2 separate regions of the Mus musculus genome follow, and region 2 is linked to region 1. Evidence: chromatin contacts called from public Hi-C data. All regions are on one chromosome and are shown on one strand. Each heading gives the region's core, a stretch centred on a gene start, on an enhancer-like site or on the middle of the called end of the contact. The rest is flanking DNA. Distances are from core to core; before and after follow the strand shown.

Region 1 (3,411 bases), core at 905-3,404:
TGAATGTATGGTCTTGGGGACCCCTTAACACTCCTTCCAGTCCCTCACCAGACAACCAAACGCAGCCCAAATGTGAAGGTTTCTTTTGTCTCTCCCTCCATCCTGTGAGTTGGCTTGCGCCACCTGTTGTCACCAAGTAGAAAACCCTCAAAGTTGTGTATGAGGAATACCCAAGGACACCTACCTGGGGGTCAGTTTCAGCTGACAGCAGTCACATGGAAGAGACAAGCCGGAGATGGACACTTAAGTTAAAGGCATCATGTAACCAGGGCCCAAGGAGCCAACTTCATCATCTCCCCCACTTGTGTGGGTCCAACGATGTGGGAGCTCACCGATCTGACGTGCAAACAGTTTCATTGCTTCTTAATCCCCAGCATCATATGCTGTTAGCATCATATGCTGTTCCATTAAACCCTGGCAGGCCCTCCCAACTTCCTGGATCCTCAGCATCCAGGAGAGATCCCAAACTCCTCTGCATAGTGGGCGGAGCTTCGTGTGGGCTGAAAGAAGCTTCCAGCCACTGGCTTAACCGCAGGTCACACCGCCTCAACAGAACCTCGGGGTTGGTTGTGGCCAGCAGTGAGCCTCTTCATCCAGGACACGATCCTCTCCAGTTGTTCCCAGTGTGGTAAACAAGAACTATGCACTTTTTATGTGCATCATGACACAAAAGACCAGGAAGCCATGGGATAGAGCACCTCCAGCCCCAAGCAAAACAAAACATGAAAATGTTACCAAGAATGTTGAAAGTCTGCTGAGGCCCATTAAGCTTTTCGGATGGAGTATTGCTAGATTATCCATTCCCCCAACTTCTTCCCTCTCAAATACCTTAGGAAAAACTCTTGCTTTCTGAAATCATTTCAGCCCTTGGAGACCCGAAGAGGGGGGTTACCAGTCAGTTGCCTTCTTCTCCAAGTGATTACAAGCCAAGCCTCCAAGAATATTCTAGTGTTGTGAGCAGATGAAGACACTGGTCCCTGAAGTCAGATACAATTCCAGATCTTTGACAGCTGCCTATCAAGACATGGGAAGAGACAGGCGGATTTCTGAGTTCAAGGCCAGCCTGGTCTACAGAGTGAGTTCCAGGATAGCCAGGGCTACACAGAGAAACCCTGTCTCGAAAAACAAAAACAACAACAACAACAAAAAAAGGGAGATAACTGAGTTCGTTACATCTTTTGTCCCAGCCACCATGCCATACTCTGAAACCCCCTGTATATGATTCCTGGGGGGGGTCACTGAATCCTGTCCCATCATAGCCCTGTCCTGCCTCGGCCTTTGTGCCCAGAGCCTTTCTATTACTCCCAGTTGGACGGTCAGCTCAATTTCTCCCTCGTTGGAACACCTACCCTCAAGTTCCCTTTTGGCTTCCAGCCTGAGAACTAGACCCATCTGACTCCTGGAATTTCCCTTTAGGCTCCTAGTCTGGTTTGGTCTTCATTGCTGTGATAAAACACAGACTAAAACCAACCAAGGGAAGGAAAGAGTTTATTTGACTTAGAGCTTATAGTCCACCATTGAGGGAAGCCAAGGTAGGAATCAGGAAACAGAGTCTGAGGCAGCCCATAGAGGACCACAGCTGATTGGCTTGCTTACTGGCTCCTTCAGTCGCCTTCCTTACACAGTCCAGGCTCACCAGCCCAGGAATGGCACCATCCCCAAACGCCCAGGTCTTCCACCGTCAATTAGCAATTAAGAAAATGTCTCACAGACATGGCCACAGGCCAATCTGATGGAGCCAGTTTTTCCGTTGAGCTTCCCTCTTCCACTGGTATGTCAAAATGTGTGCCAAGTTGAGCAAAAACTAACTGTGACACCTAAGGAAGGAAGTCAGATCCGAGCTGTGCTGTTCCCTGGAGGGAAGACAGCTAGACAGAGGTCCTAGGCAGATAGATACAAGCCTGTGGAAACACTCTACTCCCTCGCTCAGGACCAGGAGGAGAGAAATGCCATGAGGCAAAGGACCAGTGAGCAAGGTGGGCGTCTGGCCCAGCCCTCAAGGCAGCCTGCCAAAGTTCAAGAGCCTGTGCAGCATCCTCAGAGGCAGCATCCTCAGAGAACAGCTGTGCAGTGCCTCCCAGTGCTCAGTCTACACGGGGACACACTGTCCCTCGCCAGTGGTTTCGCTTAAGCACTCACATCGGGGGTGGGGTGTACTGTACATGGAGGAGTCGTGGAGCTTGTAGTCAGACAGCTGGAGCTTCGGTGATATCTCCACTGAACAGGTCTTTTATGCAGATGTGCGCAGGGGATTGTGGGTGGTTGAGTTAGATCTAGCTTCTTCGCAAGGTACAGCGAAGAATCCTGTCACGTCCCACCACAACCACAAGTACCCACTGGGGCTTCAAAGTCTGCCTTGACTTTTGAAAGACAAATAAGACCTGCGAGAGACACCCTTTCTTTTTTCTTTTTTTTTTTAATATTTATTTATTATTGTAATTAAGTACACTGTAGCTGTCTTCAGACGTACCAGAAGAGGGCATCAGATCTCATTATGGGTGGTTGTGAGCCACCATGTGATTACTGGTGGTTGTGAGCCACCGTGTGGTTGCTGGGATGTGAACTCAGGACCTTTGGAAGAGCAGTCAGTGCTCTTAACCACTGAGCCATCTCACCAGCCCCGAGACACCCTTTCCAAAGTCTGGGCTCGTCTTGGAAGCTGCCCAAAGTTAATAAGGAGACAGAATTCTGTGTTTGGCTAGAATTACTTTGCAAAGAACACAGCTGTGGAAGCTTTTATTTTGTTTTATTTTTACTACATAGTAGATTTCTACTATACCTAAGTCAGTACATTCTCCTGCCTCGCCTGACATAGCATTTGCAAAATATGTTTGGTGACAAACTCAAAATATGGGCTCAGATTGAAGCCGTCCCTCCTTACTGCACCTAGAAGAAACTTGGGCAGCAGTCTACATTCCAAGAAAAAAAAAAAATCTGACCTTTTCTTGCTATAGATAATTCTGTGTGACATTGAAAATCTGCCATAAAGGCTCCCGTTTTTTTTTACAGCGAGCATGTCTTTCTGTGGTAACCACAATACTGACATCAATAAAAGGTGGTTTGGTTTTTTTTAATCCTGAAAGGAAGCCAGAGAGACCCTCTAAAAAAGATACTGTGTCCAAGTTTTCTCTGCCCCAGGAATGTCTGTTTTTAATTGCCTGGATTTGCTGTAGATTGGCCCCAAATTAGCCACCATCCAGAGGGCCGTTTCCCAGCAACCAAAGCTCCATGCATTTTGCCTCTGGATACTATACTAGTGCCCATTTCATCCAGTTAATTAGGCTCTTTGTCATTAGCCTTAATCGGCTTGTTAGGGCCCCTGCTGATAATAGCCCAATAGCCAGGAATCCCCAGGTGGAACAAGTAAGTCTGGGGGAATGTCAGCCCACTAACCTCATTTGCCAGCCTGGA
Region 2 (3,421 bases), core at 833-3,332, 96 kb after region 1:
GTTTTGTTTTTTTTTTTGAAGTATGCACAAGCACATGTGCACACATGCACACATGTGCACTTTCCTTCAGATTGGGGGTGTGTCTCCCTGGCCTTCAAGGGGACCTTGTGGATACCTGGTCTGCCCTTCTCACTGGCCTTGCTGGAATTTTCCTTCTTAGGGTGCTCTGTTGAATCAACCCTGCTCCCTGGCAGGCTCTTCTCTGACACTTTGGTTCTGTTTAGTACTTCTGCATCCGAAGTTAGCGCAGGGGGGACATGGCCTAGGCACTTGGGCGGAGCATCTGCTGGTGCCTTAACCCATTTCTCCTTGCATCGGGTGACACTCTAAATACTTAAAACCTTGCTTTCCGCAGGAACCAAAGAAGGCTAGGAGAGGTGACTGCATGGCCAGGGCCACAGTCCTGAGAAGCAGGAGAGCCAGGAGTCACACCTCGTCAGTACCCAAAAGCACCCCACATCTCCCACCCCAGCGCCTGGGTTAGAATTCCACCAACACAGCTCATGGGGGGATTAAAAGGCGCTTTGGTTCATCAGTTAAGAGTGCTTATTGCTTCTCCAGAGGCAGCAAGTCAGGTTCTCTGAACCCATTCTGAGCAGATCACAACACCTGTGACTACAGCTCCAGGGGGATCCCACACCCCCCCCTGCTGGCCTCCGTGGGCACCTGCGTGCACATGGTAAGTGTGCAAACTAAAATATGGTAGCACACATCTTTAATTCCAGCATTGGGGAGGTGGTGGCGGGTAGATTTCGGAGTACAAGGCCAGTATGGAGCCTGGTCTCCATACAAGGTCCTAGCCAGCATTGCATTGTGAGACTCTGTCTCAAATGTGTGTGTGTGTGTGTGTGTGTGTGTGTGTGTAAATAAATAGGAAAGCAAATGTCTTCCCAGCACCAAACACAAACCTCCTGGTCAGGGCAGACACCATTCGTTCACACCTCTCAACACAAGCTAAGCAAGTGTTCCTGGGTCCTGTCAGAAGGGAGTCTGGAGTCTAGTCGCTTCTCCAGAGGAAAGAGGAAGGTTGAATTCCCCCTCCCCAGCCCCTCCTCCGTGGGGCTCCTGGAGATAAGATGTCCTCTACCTGGGAAGAAGATGCTGCCCTGCAGCCAGGCTCATCTGGGTATCGGGTGATGGGAGGAGCTCTGAGGATCTAGCTGCAGAGACCAGGGTCAGCTAGAAGTGAGCTGAAGATGTCTCCAGCAGCCTCTCCCAGAGAGAACACAGGCTTTACGGCGGTGGGATGGGGTTTCTGGTTAGATAGTGACTTCCTGGGCCGGATCCCACCCCACATTCCAGAGTGGGCCAGGAGGCTGCAGGTGGCTGAGTAATGGCTGAGCAGAGATTAATTACAGGATGGGGTTTTGTCTGTATCAAAGGGATGCCTGCTATTTGACTGTTTCTTTTACTGGAGGAACAGGCATGCAGTAATGTTATTAGTTGACTAAGTTCAGGCAGGAAAGAGAATCAGGCTCCAGCCCCATTCTGTTTGTCTCCTTCCTATGTAGCCTAGGATGACCTAGGATTTCTCATCCTCCTGCCTCAACCTCTCCAGTGCTAGAGTTGCCAGCATTCTCCACCATGCCTGTTTTCTGCGGTGCTGGGGATTAAACCCAGGTCCTTATGCAAGCTGGGCAAGCACTCTGCCTGCCGGGCCACCCCCCCATTCTCAGCCCCAAATCAGGCTCTGACTCTGCTGAGGGAAAACTGAGTTGCCATAGCTCTGGGGTTGACAAGATGAAATTGGAAGTTGGGGGTGGGTTCTCCATACTGAACCTAGCTCTGCAGGTCGCCCCATGTCTGAAGGCAGTGGAGGGGAGATGGGTGGTGTGAGAGCCAGCCTAGAATATGCTGACACTCAAACCTCGACCTTAAACATTTCTGGTATTCGCAGGTCACAGCAGGCTTCAATGTCCTCTGCTCCCAGCCAAGATGCAAAGGGACCAGCTCTGGGGAAAAGTGAACAAGCATTTCAGGGTGTTCCTTGTATGCCAGGCTCTGGACTGTGTGCGTCACCCTTATGGTCTCCCTAGCAACCTCAGGCCTAGCCCCTGGCCTTCCTCTTGGTCCAGGGCTGAAGAAGCTGACTCAGCACATTAGCCTCCGCCTGCCAATCAGGGCCATTGTTTTCCCACAGACTAGCAATTACACCCTTCTGTTTGCAGTGTGAGCTCACACGCCCCAGCCCTCGTCCTCTCTGAGTGACCAGTTTGATCCTCTCATCAGTTAAGTGGCTTCCTTCTGCCCCCTCAGTCCAGCCCTTCCCATTCACCTTCCCGCCAGCTGTTAGGGTGGACACTGAAACACTGCAGCTGTTAGAGCCTGAGGCGACACCCAGTGGCAGAACTCTTGACAACGAGAGAGCCCGACACCTTGGGTTAAGTTCCCTTGCAGCACAAAAACAAACCAACCCTATGTTTCCAGTCTCCCTTGCCCGCCCAGCTCAGGATCCTGTGGGGGCAATCTGGTAGCCACTGCTCTCGGCTACAGCCTCTCAGACATTAATGCACATCCTGTCATGAGAGATAATAAACTAATCTGAGAGAGGTGTGCCTAATAAGACTTCTCTGGGTAATGACAGGGAAGATGGCTCGGGATAAAGGCACTCGCTGCCAAGCCTTACAACCTAAGTTCCATCTCCAGGACCCACACGGTGGGAGGAGAAAAACAACTCCTACAAGTTGTCCTCTGACCTCCACATGGGCCCCGTGGCCTGCAAATGCTACCACCACCACTCCTCCCCAGATAAATAATATGTAATTTAAAAAGAACTAGACAGGACTGGAGAATTGGCTCAGCCCTTGTGTCTCTTCCAGAGAACCTGGGTTTGGTCCCCAGCACCCACATAGTAGGTCTCAGCCTCTCTCTTCTGATCTCTAAGGGGACTGGACACGGCACACATACACACAGGCAAAGCACTCATTTTAAAATTAAAAAAAAAAAAAAAAAAAAGATAGCAAGGGATTCAGACACTGGAGTTCACAAACTGCAGGCCCTTCTTCTTCTTCTTCTTCTTCTTCTTCTTCTTCTTCTTCTTCTTCTTCTTCTTCTTCTTCTTCTTCTTCTTCTTCTTCTTCTTCTTCTTCCTTCTTCTTCTTCTTCTTCTTCTTCTTCTTCTTCTTCTTCTTCTTCTTCTTCTCCTCCTCCTCTTCCTCCTCCTCCTCCTCCTCCTCCCCCCCTTCTCCTCCTCCTCCTCCTCCTCCTCCTCTTCCTCCTCCTCCTCCTCCTCCTCCTCCTCCTCCTCCTCCTCCTCCTCCTCTTCTTCTTCTTCTTCTTCTTCTTCTTCTTCTTCTTCTTCTTCTCCTTCCTCTGGAAGAATAGCCAGTGCTCTTCCCCACTGAGGCATCTCTCCAGCCACCTGCAGGCCCTTCTATTCATTCGCTTGATTATTTACTTACTCATTCATTCCTTGTTTGTT

What was found. A called contact is a pair of places that touch in the nucleus more often than the background predicts.
Region 2: a contact with region 1 is called in a Hi-C map of the N1E-115 cell line, with 3 times the contacts expected there. The contact joins two enhancer-like sites. A contact is called at or near these places in 4 of 484 Hi-C or Micro-C datasets (the HPC-7 cell line, the N1E-115 cell line, cortical neurons and 1 more) and 2 of 9 other capture datasets (adipose tissue and embryonic stem cells).

Annotation. Positions count from the first base shown.
Region 1 is chr17:47,330,332-47,333,742 of GRCm38.p6, forward strand. The region is part of intron 11 of Trerf1 (transcriptional regulating factor 1); the gene reads left to right. Among named protein-coding and RNA genes, the nearest start is that of Mrps10, 37 kb to the right of the region's middle. Within about 2 kb of position 2,155, at least 49 of the 459 cell types and tissues checked have an H3K27ac peak or open chromatin away from gene starts, as enhancers often do. A contact at or near this core is called in the N1E-115 cell line, where this site is marked.
Region 2 is chr17:47,426,874-47,430,294 of GRCm38.p6, forward strand. It overlaps a transcript of 1700001C19Rik not described here. Among named protein-coding and RNA genes, the nearest start is that of 1700001C19Rik, 6.7 kb to the left of the region's middle. Within about 2 kb of position 2,083, at least 38 of the 459 cell types and tissues checked have an H3K27ac peak or open chromatin away from gene starts, as enhancers often do. A contact at or near this core is called in the N1E-115 cell line, where this site is marked.